3 separate regions of the Mus musculus genome follow, and regions 1 and 3 are each linked to region 2. A link is a contact called in public promoter capture Hi-C data. All regions are on one chromosome and are shown on one strand. The core of a region is the stretch at or near the end of the contact, and the rest is flanking DNA. Distances in the headings are between cores, read along the strand shown. Region 1 overlaps Mtus1 (mitochondrial tumor suppressor 1). Region 2 holds the start of Fgl1 (fibrinogen-like protein 1). Region 3 has its middle 3.0 kb from the start of Gm39167.

Region 1 (4,485 bases), core at 1,808-4,307, 95 kb after region 2:
GGATCCAGTTTCAGAGGGCAGCAATAGGGCAGATCAAGCAGCCTGTCATGCTGCCCTAGAAATCAGACCTCTTTTGCCCCCGACTTCTCTGGATTGGGTGGATCCTATATCCCCTGACCGACCACCTTAAATATTCAAAAGATGACATAATTTGGGTAGAAATTTGCCCAACGTTATGAGAGATGGTAGAGAACAGCAGGTGACAAACCCATTGTGTCAGAACTGGAACTACACATTCTTCAGAAGATTCACTTCTCTTCCCACATGGGCATCTGGAGAATATGGGATTTGCTAATATCAGGATCAGAGATGCCAAACTCGAAGATAGCGGAGATTGTCAAGAAAAGTAAAGTCAGCCAGTTAACTAATTCAGTGACTAATGAGAAGAACCCCATTAATAGGTCCAGAGGCATAAAGCCCAGAGTATACTGAGTGACAGACTTCATATAGGTAAAGCTAGAAAAATTTAGATATAAATATTTACTGATATTTATAGACACCTTTTCAGATTGGACTGAGGCTTTCCCCACTAAACATAAAACTACATCCACGGTGACAAAGAAGCTCTTAAAGGATATACTGTCAAGGTATGGACTTCCTCAGATGATAGGGTCAAAAAATGGACCAGTTTTGTGTCCCAAACAAGTCAGAGACTAGCCAATATTCTGGGCATTGATTAGAAACTATGGTGCATATAGACCCCAGAGTTCAGGACAGGTAGAGAATGAACAGAACCCTAATAGAGACCTAAGAGACTGGCAATTCCTGAGTTAACTCTCCTTCCCTTATCTCTTTACCAGGTATGAAACTCTTCTTACCAGATGGGACTCACCCCTTTTGAAATCATGTTTGGGATACCCCCTCCCCAATTGTTCTTGACATAGAGGTAGGGGTCATTGCTGAGTTCAAAGATCACCAGTTGCTATATGATCTCAAAGGTGTCCAATGGGCTCATAAGCATGTTTGGCCTAAACTTCGTGTTCTCTATAAAACAGGTCCCCCTCCAGGCAGGGGTCATTAGAGCCTCATTAGAAAGATCCCTCCTTATCACCCTGGAGGTTGAGGGATTACAACATGGAATCCCTGACCCGTTTTCAGTTGAAGACAACCTAGACCAGTGGGAGGAAACTCAGTCTCAGGACTCCCCTCCTACCCCCCATCTCCCACTGATGGGGTCCCTATCCAAGGCCCAGGAACACCACAAGGACTGGACAATGAGAACCCTGATGATGGTCCAGTCCTTTCCAGTCACCAGTACCTCCAGGCCTGAGTTAGCTGAGTCATAAAGACATAGACCTGTTACTGTTTTCATGAGATTAGATAAACTTCAGGAAGACCCATGATTGGGCCTTCTAGTTACCAGAGAAGGGTGGGAATGAGAGGCCAAGCCTACTCCATCTTGGGACCAGCCTCCATCTTCAAGGAAAAAAAAAAAAGCCTTAGAACTTGACCAGCAGCAGAACCCAAGCTGCACCCACGTACCAGGAAGGAGAGAGTTACTCCCTAGCTACTTCCTAGCAACAGGTAGTCAAAGATTAGTCTGATGGTTTCAGATGTACTTTCAGACAGTTTGTGATTGTATATGGTCTTGCTTCAGAGCACCCACCTGTCCGCTTACAATAGACATTCAGTTAGATGCTTGCCAGGATAGACCCCCTCCCCCGATCCCCCACTTACTTCCATTTCCTTTAAAACCTTGTCCTGCTGAGGATTCCAGGCTGCTCCACCTTCCCTTCCTGTCCTTCTATGTCAGGGTTGGCTATGTCAGGGTTGGATTGGAGGAGAACCCAAGCCAGAGCTTGTAATAAAAGAGGTACCCTAATGCTATTACATTGGAAACTGTTCCTTGGTGGTCTTTTGGGGTTCACAAATACTTCCTGACACAACACTGCCGGTTGCAGCTCATAACAATAGATTGCAGAGGCAGCCGGATCTCTGTGCAGTTGAGGCTAGCCTGGTCTACATAGTGAGTTCCAGGTCAGCTGGAAACCCTGTCTTGAAACAAAACAGCAAATTCACTTCTATTTTTATTACTTTCTTTTCTGTCTCCAGTGCTTGGGATAGGGCTCTGCTGTGTAGACTAGGGTGATCTGGAGCTCAGTGAGCCTTCTGATTCGGCCTTGTGTGTGTTGGGTGATATACTCCACTGCTATAACATTTGGTAGTTTTCAGATTGCTTTTTCAAAAAGGTATAATACAATTCCGTAAGAATGACCATCCGAATCCCTTGTTTCCCATTTTGCAGATTAGCACTCCAACATCTTGGATGTTAACTCAAGGCTAATAGGTAGACTTTCCTGGACTATGTTTTTCTATGAAACCCCCGAATCCTTTTATTTTTGAGCTGTGCAGAGGTAGGAGATGATTGCAACGAGGAGGCAATCCTGGGTGAAAATTTAACTAGGAGGTGAGGGCTCGTGCCATCTAGAAGTGGAAGACGCTAATGTCCAAATAGCCCCAGTTATATCTGAGCCTCGGGCATGTCTTCTGGCCATAAAGATGATCGTGTCTTTCAAGTTCCTGCTGAGGAATGTACAGTGTTAAGACTTTCAAAGTAGGCCCTTTATAGAGAGTGGCTCTAACTTTGGCTGCACTGTGAGTTAGCTGTGTGCCAACGTTGCCCTTGTGTTCAAGATGGTTTATGGCCAATGGAAAGTCTGACAGGTAATCATTTTCATGAAAAGGGTACAGGAAGTTGCTGTTTAATAAAGGTTGGGAGGTATAAGGTGAGGTGCTGGTTTGCGTAACTACACATATATAAATGACATTTTTCAATTGGTCTTGGCATGGTTTAGATGGAAAATTATTTCCTTTTAGCCAAGTGGAGTTTGAAAAGCCGTGACAACTGCCCAGAGCTCCTGACTGAGAAGTTGTTCACGGTCATTTAGCACTATCAGGAAGAGATTTTAGTTTAGCCTTAAGCCCTGCTAACCCTCCTCATTGACCTTAATGAGCCTTCAGGTAATTTCTTTAATGAAGTGCATATCACTGACAAAAAGCAAGGGGTTTTTACAGGAGTCATTGCCCAAGCCCAACTGTGTAGCCTTTGAACATACCTGATCAGCACTGGGTACGCTCGGCTTGGTTTGAATTATTTACTTTGGTAAGTACAGTCATGTCTGTATTGGCTCCGTATTGTTTTGGAACCTGATGTGTTTCGACCAGTGCGGGTGTTTTCTGACTTCCATTTTAAAAAGGCCAGTTTTGATGAAATTGTGAAGATTGTTTATAACATGATACGATAGCCCCAAGACTAAAAACTGAAACTTGTTGATGTACTTCTACCTGAGTACTCAGGGTGTTTTACATGTCTAGTTGCTCAATAGGCTCTTGCAGAATGTTGTTGCCTTAGATTCCCAGAAGTCTATTGGCTGGTGTTTCTGGTTTGCTTTGGTTCAGGCTCTGGCTACAGGGGAGGGTCAAGGTGGAAATATCCAGTCTGGATCAGTAAAGCTTAGAATTTTGAATACGTAGAAGAACAGAGGCAATTCTTCAAGTGCGTCACGTGGGTAGGAAGGATTAGCTGGAAAATAGATTACAGAGAATGAGGACTAAGAGAAAAAAAGAAATCTGAGGTCCCCACATGAAGTAGTAGGTACGGTCCAGAAAATCCCACTGATGCTTATTGGTTGAATGCACTTTGAAAACAAATTAAGATAAAATTAAATCCCAGGAGATCAAGTGGGTGTGGTGGGTGTGTCGGTGCACACCTACAATCTCAGCACTCCAGAGGCTGAGGCAGAAGGATCTGATTTTGATTTCAGATTCATCCTGGTCTATATAGCAAGACCCAGTCTCTCAGTTTTGTTGAGTACATATTTGTGTAACCAATGCAGCAATCAGGACTTAAAACACCTCTTTTACTCTGGAAAGTTTTTCTGGCCAGATAAACAAGTTGTCAGCCTCTGGTCCTCAGAAATGTGAGGTTAGTAAGTTTGTCATACAAGGTTGTTAAAGTTACAGTAGTGTAGCTAACAGTGGTCAGGAAGTTTCCAAACACTTCTTTTAGCTCCAGACCAGTGCTGAGGTGGATCGAGTCTGTTTCATAGGTAAGGAAACTGAGGCCAGGAGCATGTTGGCCTCTGACCATAATGCAGACACACAGTTTGGTAGCCTCAAGAGTCACTACAGCTGCCGGCTTGTCCAGGTGGCTTTGGGGTCTGTGGCCACGTACACAGACTCGCCAAGTGTTGGATGAGGTTAAGGTAAGAGGGATGTGGAAAGAGATAGACTTTTGAGGTGGGCAGAGTGGTTAATTCCCATGGTCCCAGCTACTCAGGAAGCTAAGGTAGGAGCATGACTTGAGCCCAGGAGTGGTTCAGGGCCCTCTTAGATAGTAAGAAGACCCCCTCTAAAAAGCTTCACACATCTGAACTGAATTTCCTGCCTGTGGCTACCATGGTTTACGTCTGTACTTCTGGGTTAACCTTCCATAAATGGGAGGAGGAATGAGGACAGTGACTGTCACATGGTTTGTCTAAGGGA
Region 2 (3,997 bases), core at 1,368-3,867:
TTAGACAGTCTGGCCTACCTTTTGAGCTGACTAAGGTACATTAAAATATAAAGGCTGTGTGTGCCTTTCATTTGGGAACCTAGACTATTGGGGCGGGTAGCGAACTTGCTGCTAGGGTTTTCATAAAATTTATTTCAACAATTCTGATCATTTAAAAATTATTATTAATTAATTTATTTATTTTACATACCGATCCCAGCTTCCCCTCCCCCTTCTCCTTCCAGTCCCTCTCTTCCCCCTCCACTCTCCTTCCTCCATCTCCCCTATCTTTGTCCAGAGTTCCCAGGAACTTATAAGGATGGCCCTAGCAAAAACTCCTAGAAATTGGAGATAAGGAATCTGAAATGGCTACCTCTAGTAACCAGGCAAGACTTCCAATGGAGGGAGGGGGACACCAACTCACCCACAAAACCTTTGACCCATAATTTGTCCTGCCTATAAGATGTATAGAGATACAGATGGGGCCGAAGTTGAGGAAATGCCCATCTATTGGCTGGCCCAACTTGTGACTAATGCCACAGTAGAGAGCCCACCTCTTATCTTTATGACCGTTCCTCTATACTATTCTGCACCCCCACCCCAAAATCAAATCCCTACAAATGGCATTTTGGGGCATGCCTCCACAGCACATCGACCAAACATTTTGTTCTTACTGTCTTGTTAGCTTTTCCTGAGTTTCTTTTAGGACAGTGCTTTTGAACCAAGTCTTTGACAGCATAACCTAGTTTTCATTGTGAGGATCACAAATTCAGAGCCAGATTGCCTTTGAGTTCTGGCTCCATCTCTTGCTAGCTGTGTGACCTTGGGCAAGTTGCTTAAACTTCTGTGCCCATTTCCCCACTGAAAAGGAGACAGCTGATAGCTGAGTAGGGTGTTGGGGGCTGAGTCAATGCAGCTCTAACAGCTTTGGCAGCGGGTGTATAGCCCATGGGTAAAGCAGATTCTCATTATGTGCTACACCATAGGTTTAAAACTCAGCATCACCGAAAGGCAAAGGAAACCCTGTTCTTACTATTTGGCTTGTAGAACTTGTAGCGAATGCGGCAGTTCTTGTTGTTAGTTACTATTGTGTCCTCTGCAGACGCCTGTGACAGTAGAGCTTGTCAATTTTTTTTTTTTTTTGAGTGTGGAGAAAGCAATAAAGATACAAGAAAGATACATTCAAAATACTAACCTCACCACAGTGGTCATTGTCACATTAGCTTTAAAATTCCACGCTTTCCTTTTAATATCAGCGGTTTGAATTCTCTACTATTTCAAATGCCATAACTTCATCCCTCCTGTGTGTGTAGATCACTTCAGCCTAAATGTCATTGCCTTATTATTGTTAATTTTTTAAGCCATTGGGACTAACTTTTCTATAAGAACTTCCAAATTTTCTAAGTCAATCGTCAGAAAGTGTTTAATGGGAAGGTCAAATACAGGCAAAGCTCTCTGCTCAGTGACTCACCTAGGACAGAAGGGAAACACTCTACTTTTTACCGGAATCTGAGTTAAGAAATAGGGGCAACAGAACAGATGGCAAACAACTGCTTGCGTTACATCAAAATCGACGAGAAGCGATCACCTGGTTTCCAGTCTGAGATGGTTACACAAGATTAGTGGAACTGAAAAAGTTACCTTTTACACAATAAAAGCGGCTCCAGAGGCTTTAAAAGCAAAAAGAACAGCTAGTAAGAGCATGGCTAATGCTTACAGGAAGGGGCACAATCTTACATATCAGAGAACGCTGTTACTAATGGACAGTCCCAGATTCATGCACACATGTGCTGCCCTGATGGGAATTTAGGGTGGTATCAAAAAAAAAAAAAAAAAAGGTGAAGTTGGGAAGACGACATGGGGAAACTTGGAGGAGAATGGGATGTGGATATGGTCATATTTCATGTTTTCATATCTGAAGTTCTCAAGAATAAAGAAAAATCATAATAAAAAAGGATCAAGTAAACTGATGGGTCCATTGCGTCCGTTATAAGCTTGTGGTGGTGGTGTTTTCATACCTAAGAAAAACGCAGCCTCTGTCCCTGTCTTAGTTGAAATGATACTTTAGTTTCCTCCTTTGCAGCTGGCAGTTTCTTAACTTTACTATCTATCTGTAAGGCAAAGTTTCAGATGGCTTTGACTTTTAGGATGAAGTATAAAATTCTCTGGATGAACACAACTATAAAAGGCTGACATAAAGATATGTAATCCAATAAAATGTCCTGCACGGAGGAGAAATTGAGAATATAAGAGTATTGGGGCCAGTGGTGGTGGCACACCCCTTTAATCCCAGCACTTGGGAGGCAGAGGCAGGCAGATTTCTGAGTTCGAGGCCAGCCTGGACTACAAAGTGAGTTCCAGGACAGCCAGGGCTACACAGAGAAACCCTGTCTCAAAAAACAAAACAAAACAAAACAAAACAAGACAAAAAAAAAAAGTATTGGAGCTTGCCCTCCAGTTGTTTTTTTTTGTTTTTGGTTTTTTGGTTTTTTTTGGTTTTTTTTGTTTGTTTGTTTTTTGTTTTTTATTCCTTCCAGTAAAACTGATTTCCTCATGTTGTTTCTGGATTAGAGCCAGAGTCAACTTTGCCTGCCTCTAATCAAATAATGGGGAAAACCGTTTGTAATTCTGACTTCAGTTAGAAGTTCCTGGGAGGCTCTGTGTGGATGGACTGAGCCTAGCTAAGTCCTGATTCATTTTGACTTGAGGTAAGTTATTATCTGTACTGCTGACTGGACTGTAATAATGGTGACTCTTTCATGACAGCGAATGGCAGACACCAGGACTCAGAAAGTAGCCTTTGGCTTTCGAAAGAGATTGAGATGACTGACAATAAAGCAGAGTTGCTTGCAACTTGGAGGAGAGATTTAGAATTTAATTAGTTTCTAGTCTCCTTGTATTTCAAATGAGTTAGATGGGGATTCACAGTAGAACTTTCCATTTCAGCCTACAGAATTAAAAACAGAGTAGGGTAAGACTGGCCAAGGTGAAATATGGCAAGACATATCTCAGGGTTGTTTGCAGGGAAATAGACATAGAGGCTAGATACCTGCCCAGCTCTAGTGCTTTTAAGACTTATTATAAATGTAAAATATATTTAAAATATAAATAATTATGAATATATATTATCTGGGAACTGAATGAATGATCAAAGGCAGGGTAGAAATCCCTGATGGAGATTATAAAATCAATACAACATTCTCCGATTGGACACAGCTGCACTGACAATCTAGTCTTCATTATTCATGTTAGTAAACCATCCTTATTTGGTACATCTAGTTTATATAACATCATCCTGATCCTTATCATTCACTATGCCTAGTTGTATTTCTTTTATAGTATTTTTGCTTTAGGTATTTTGAATTAGAAATCATTATATTTTCAAATTATTATAAAGGTATGCATTGAAATTACCTTCAAATATCTGCTCTCAGACAGGCTTTCTTATTTGATATAAATCATTTTAAGAAGGTGGGGGTGCAGTTCAGTGGTAGAATGTGACTCTCGTGGGTAGGACTCTTGTCAGTGTACTACTAGGTTTTCATTATCCATTCATCATAGTTGGATATTGGGGCCACTTCCATTTCCTGGCTACCATGAATAGAACAGCAATGACCGTGGTGTACTCATACCGTAACAGCAAACTATAGTCTTTGGGGTATCTGATCCAGAGTGATTCAGCTGGATCTCATGGTAGATCTACTTCTAGCTCTTTGAGGAACCTTTACATAGTGGCTGGACCAGTTATACTCCTACCTGTAACCATACTTTTTGGCTACTTTATTAGGTTCTTTTACCTACCACTCTTCTCTACCCCAACCCCTTCCAACCGCCCAATCCCGGGTAGGCAAAAAAGAAGGCTAGAGGGGAAAGGAGAACAGGTCTCTTTAGACTACTTCCTGATGAGTAGTGGCATCAAGTTCCTTGGAGGAAAACCAATCTTCCATCATCAGGATATCTACAACTAGAAACAGGCAGTCATCCAGCCAACAAGAAAGACGGGCAAACAGCAGCAGCA
Region 3 (4,244 bases), core at 1,270-3,769, 65 kb after region 2:
AAGTTGGATCTATAATCAAGCTTCTTTAAAATTGTAATAATATTATTAATTTATTAATAATATATCACTGTACATTTATTTACAATTAATTAGTTAACTAATTAAAATCCAGGACTCAGGTAGATCAGGCTGGCATTGAACTTGCTCTATAGGCAAAGATGATCTTGAGTGTCTCATCTTCCTGTCTCTATCTCCCAAGTACTGAGATTACAGTCATTCAGCACCATGTCTAGCCAGCATTATTTGATTTGAGATTCTACCACCTTTAAGTTCTGAAATCTTGCTAAATTCACAAATTAGTTCTTATGCTGTTAGTTTAGGGTTTTGTTTGTTTGTTTGTTTGTTTGTTTTCCCCAACACAAGCTAGGGTCATATGGGAAGAAGGAATCACAATTGAAAAAGTGCCTTCATCAGATTGGACTGTGGACAAGCCTTTGGGGACATTTTCTTGATTACTAATTGATATGGGAGGTCCCAGCCCACTATAGGTGGTGCCACCCCTGGGCAGGTGGTGCTGGGTGGGATAAGAAAGCAGGCTTAGCCATCCATGAACAATCCAGTAAACAGCATTGTTCAATGGCCTCTGTGAGTTCCTGCTTCCAGGTTCCTGCCTTGAGCTCCTGCCCTGATTTCCCGTCAAGATGTGATCTGGGATATGTAAGCCAAATAAACTCTTTTCTCCTGAGCTTGCTTTTGGTCTTGGCTTTCGTTGCAGCAGACGAGAATAATTCTACTGATTTGTTTGTAGGTTGGTTCTAATGCTTTGATTGGGAATCTGATTGTGAATGCTGAAGGTCCTGTTCCCCAATTGGTTCTTGATTGATCAATTAAGATGTTAGTGGCCAACGGGTGAGCAGAAGAGGCAGGACTTCCAGATTCCCAAAGACAGACTAGGAGACACAGGAGGAGGAAAGAAAATTTACCATGCTTCAGAGGGAGAGCTTCCAGTCATGTGAGATCTTGAGTGGAGTGACCTACTGTGCCTGGGGTAGCAGGTGGGAGATTAGAAATGCAACTAAGCTGAGGGCAGATTTAGGGTGCTGAGTAAGGAGAAGGTAACCAGGCAACTAAGTTAAGGGAAGATTTAGAGATGTTGAGCAGGGAGTAAAGGTAAGGGCACATTAGCCACAGGTGGCCATTGAGTTAAAAAGGATATTAAAGATAAGCTAATGTGTGTGTGTCTTTCATCCACAGATCCATGGGAACCAGGGCAGTGGCTGGTAGCATGGTCTACCCAGAGCTTAAAGCAGGGTAGTAGAAAATACACGCAACATAGATTCCTTAATGTTTTCTATTAAAAAAAAAATAGTGTTACATGCCAGGCATGGTGGCACATGCCTTTAATCCCAGCACTTGGGAGGCAGAGGCAGGCGGATTTCTGAGTTCGAGGCCAGCCTGGTCTACAGAGTGAGTTCCAGGACAGCCAGGACTACACAGAGAAACCTTGTCTCAAAAACCAAAACCAAAAAAAAAAAAAAAAGAATAGTGTTACATTTAGAATATTAGGCAAAGCTATCTAGAGGATTAAAGCTGAGAGAATGTATATCTATATCACATATCATATATCCTATATAATATGTCATATGCTATATGTTATATAAGAGAGGATTCACTAGGTTGACTTGCATTGTAGGAGCCATCATCCAACACCGATGTCTATATGATAGCGTCTGAGATGCTAATAGCTGCTCAGGCTGTGATGCTAGATGCTCCAGTCTTCATCTGGCACTGAAGGCCTAGAACAATCCTGGAGTGTTTCTGGTATTCAGGTTACATCTGAAGGTAAAGTAGCTGGAGTCTGATGTCAGTGGAGGACTGCAGCAGCAGCAGCAGGAGAAAAAGGAAGGCAGTCACTAGCAAGATGCAAAGACAGGCAGACAAGACCGCTTTCTCTTCAGGCCACTTTGTATCTGGGACATCTGCTTAAAGGAGCTGCCTGTTAGGGGGGGTGAGGCTTCTCCTCTCAGTTAGTGCTTCCTGGAAACATCCTCGTAGACATCGCACACAGTGCATTTCTTAGTTCAGTGGTCCTCAACCTTCCTAATGCTGCAATCTTTTCATCCGGTTCCTCAGGCTGTGGCGACCCCCAACCATAAAATTGTTTTGTTGCTTACTTCGTAACTGTAATTTTGATAGTTGTAAATTGTAATAATATCTGTGGTTTTCTGATGATCTTAGGCAAACTCTGTGAAAGGGTGGTTTGACCCTTAAGGGGTTTGTGATCCACAGGTTGAGAATCACGGTCTTGGTTGATTCAAGTTGATAAGATCAAACACCCATTCCTATTTCCTTTTTGGTTTGTTTGCCTTTCTCCTGTTTTGTTTGTTTCTGAGACAGGGTCTCACTGCGTAGCCCTGGCTGGCCTAGAACTCCCTGAGATTCTCCGATCTTTGCCTCCTGAGTGCTGAGATTAAATGCATGAGCCATCTTCCCTGCCAGTTTTCATTCTTATCTCACTGGTTCAGACCTTTGTACCCTGTAGTAAATAAATACCCAAGGGAACAACTTACAGAGGAGAAAGGCTTATTCTGGCTCACAGGTTGGGAGGCCTCAATCTGTGGTCACACATGTCTGGTTCGTAAGTCTGTGTGGTGAGGCAGAATGTCATGAGGAGGAGTGTGTCCAGCAGATGAGAGGCAGGGGGCAAGGCAGTAAGGAGGGGACTCAGAGCAAACCACGAGCATGTCCCCACTGGGGACAGACTTCCTCCAGCTGTGCCTGCCTCTGAAAGTTCCCACCACCTCTTACTAATGCCATTAAATTGTGAGGCCATCAATGGATTAACCCATAAAGGTGAAGTGTGGACTTTCACAGACTACCACGTCTCATCGTGTCAAGACCAAACCCTTAGTGCACGAACCTTTTAGAGAACGCTTCTTAATCAAATCTCAACATCTACAAATAGAACTCAGTGGCTTCTTTCCTCTGAGTATGATTCTTCTTCCCATTTCCTGTCTTCACGATCCACTTCGGACTACCAGCAGAATAGAGTAGGCTAGGCGAGTGCATCCATTGAGCTTGGTGCCAGTCTTACTGAGTGCTGCTTTTCTCTCCATAGGACACTGATGGGTCTCCGGATCGGGCAGATGAAACTCGTTTTTATTCATTAGGTGGGTTTTTATTCTTAGTCCATCTACTGAAATTAGCCTGTGGATTTTTTCCTTTGTTCTCTTCATACAGTAAATCATTCAAACTGGTTTTGGGCCTAGCACACTTGCCTTCTTAGGAAGAACCCTATTTACCATGATGAACTTTAATGTGTTGCTAAGTGAGATGGTGAATATGAAGCTCTGAAAACAATACTTAAATATCCAAAGTGTGCCAGCTTTTTCCCTTTCATGTTTATTTTTAATTTAGGTTTTCTGAATTTCTTAGATATTTATGTTTTGGAGAAATTGGTAATTATTTTTTACTAAAAAGAAAAATCTACGTCTATCCCTCTTAGACTCTAAGAGTACCTGTTTTAATCTATCTGACTGTCTCGAAGGTCCCTGAAGCTTTGTTTTCAACTTTACTGTCTTCCATGTTCTTCAGATTGTGTTTCTGTCTGTCTTTCTCTCCTCAGACCCACTGACTTCTTAGGCTGTTTCTCCTCTTCTATTAGACCCTCTTTAAAAAATTTAATTTCTCATGACTGGAGAGATCACTCAGTGGTTAAAATCACTGACTGCTCTTCCAGAGGTCCAGAGTTCAATTCCCAGCAACCACATGGTGGCTCACAACCATCTGTAATGGGATCCGATGCCTTCTTCTGGTGTGTCTGAAGAAAGTGACAGTATACTCACATACATAATGAATTAAAAGAATATTTAATTTCTTATAATTTTTCATCCTATGTATGTATTGAACACCTGCTTTCAGATAGTTTTCTTCTAGTTTCAACATCTGGCACTTACTTGGGCTAGCTCCTATAAGTGAATCTGGGTCAAAAGACGTGCAGTTTCTTTGTCTGAATATGTTATAATTCCTGATTACATACTGTGATGAGACTCATAAAGTACTGGCTACTTCATACTTCTGTCTAGTTTTTGTCCTACTAGACAGTCTGGCTACATTCAAACTATAAACTGTCTAGCCATTGTCTGAAAATTCGATTCAGTTTTTTCAAGTTAGGCTCCTTGGAGGACCTCCCCCATTCCCAACACACACACACACACACACACACACACACACACACACACACACACACACACACACACACTTCAGAAGTCTGGGGAAATGAGGAGAATTTACACATACAGGTC

The links. Promoter capture Hi-C pulls out the DNA fragments that hold promoters and counts their contacts.
Region 1: a promoter capture Hi-C map of liver shows a contact between it and region 2. The contact joins the enhancer-like site here to the promoter of Fgl1 in region 2. A contact is called at or near these places in 8 of 39 promoter capture datasets (the 3T3-L1 cell line, cranial neural crest, epiblast stem cells and 3 more), 4 of 484 Hi-C or Micro-C datasets (all in liver), 2 of 115 datasets of contacts at active chromatin or transcription factors (embryonic stem cells and stem cell-derived neural progenitor cells) and 3 of 9 other capture datasets (adipose tissue, liver and pancreatic islet).
Region 3: a contact with region 2 is called in a promoter capture Hi-C map of liver. The contact joins the enhancer-like site here to the promoter of Fgl1 in region 2. A contact is called at or near these places in 4 of 39 promoter capture datasets (hematopoietic stem and progenitor cells, liver and macrophages), 3 of 484 Hi-C or Micro-C datasets (cortical neurons and liver), 1 of 115 datasets of contacts at active chromatin or transcription factors (embryonic stem cells) and 2 of 9 other capture datasets (adipose tissue and pancreatic islet).

What each region holds. Positions count from the first base shown.
Region 1 is chr8:41,118,908-41,123,392 of GRCm38.p6, reverse strand. The region is part of intron 1 of Mtus1 (mitochondrial tumor suppressor 1); the gene reads left to right. Among named protein-coding and RNA genes, the nearest start is that of Mtus1, 13 kb to the left of the region's middle. Within about 2 kb of position 3,057, at least 26 of the 459 cell types and tissues checked have an H3K27ac peak or open chromatin away from gene starts, as enhancers often do. A contact at or near this core is called in adipose tissue and liver, where this site is marked.
Region 2 is chr8:41,213,776-41,217,772 of GRCm38.p6, reverse strand. Fgl1 (fibrinogen-like protein 1) reads left to right here and starts at 2,617. Exons shown (of 8, transcript NM_145594.2): 1 at 2,617-2,687.
Region 3 is chr8:41,148,921-41,153,164 of GRCm38.p6, reverse strand. No RefSeq gene overlaps it. Among named protein-coding and RNA genes, the nearest start is that of Gm39167, 3.0 kb to the left of the region's middle. Within about 2 kb of position 2,519, at least 18 of the 459 cell types and tissues checked have an H3K27ac peak or open chromatin away from gene starts, as enhancers often do. A contact at or near this core is called in liver, where this site is marked.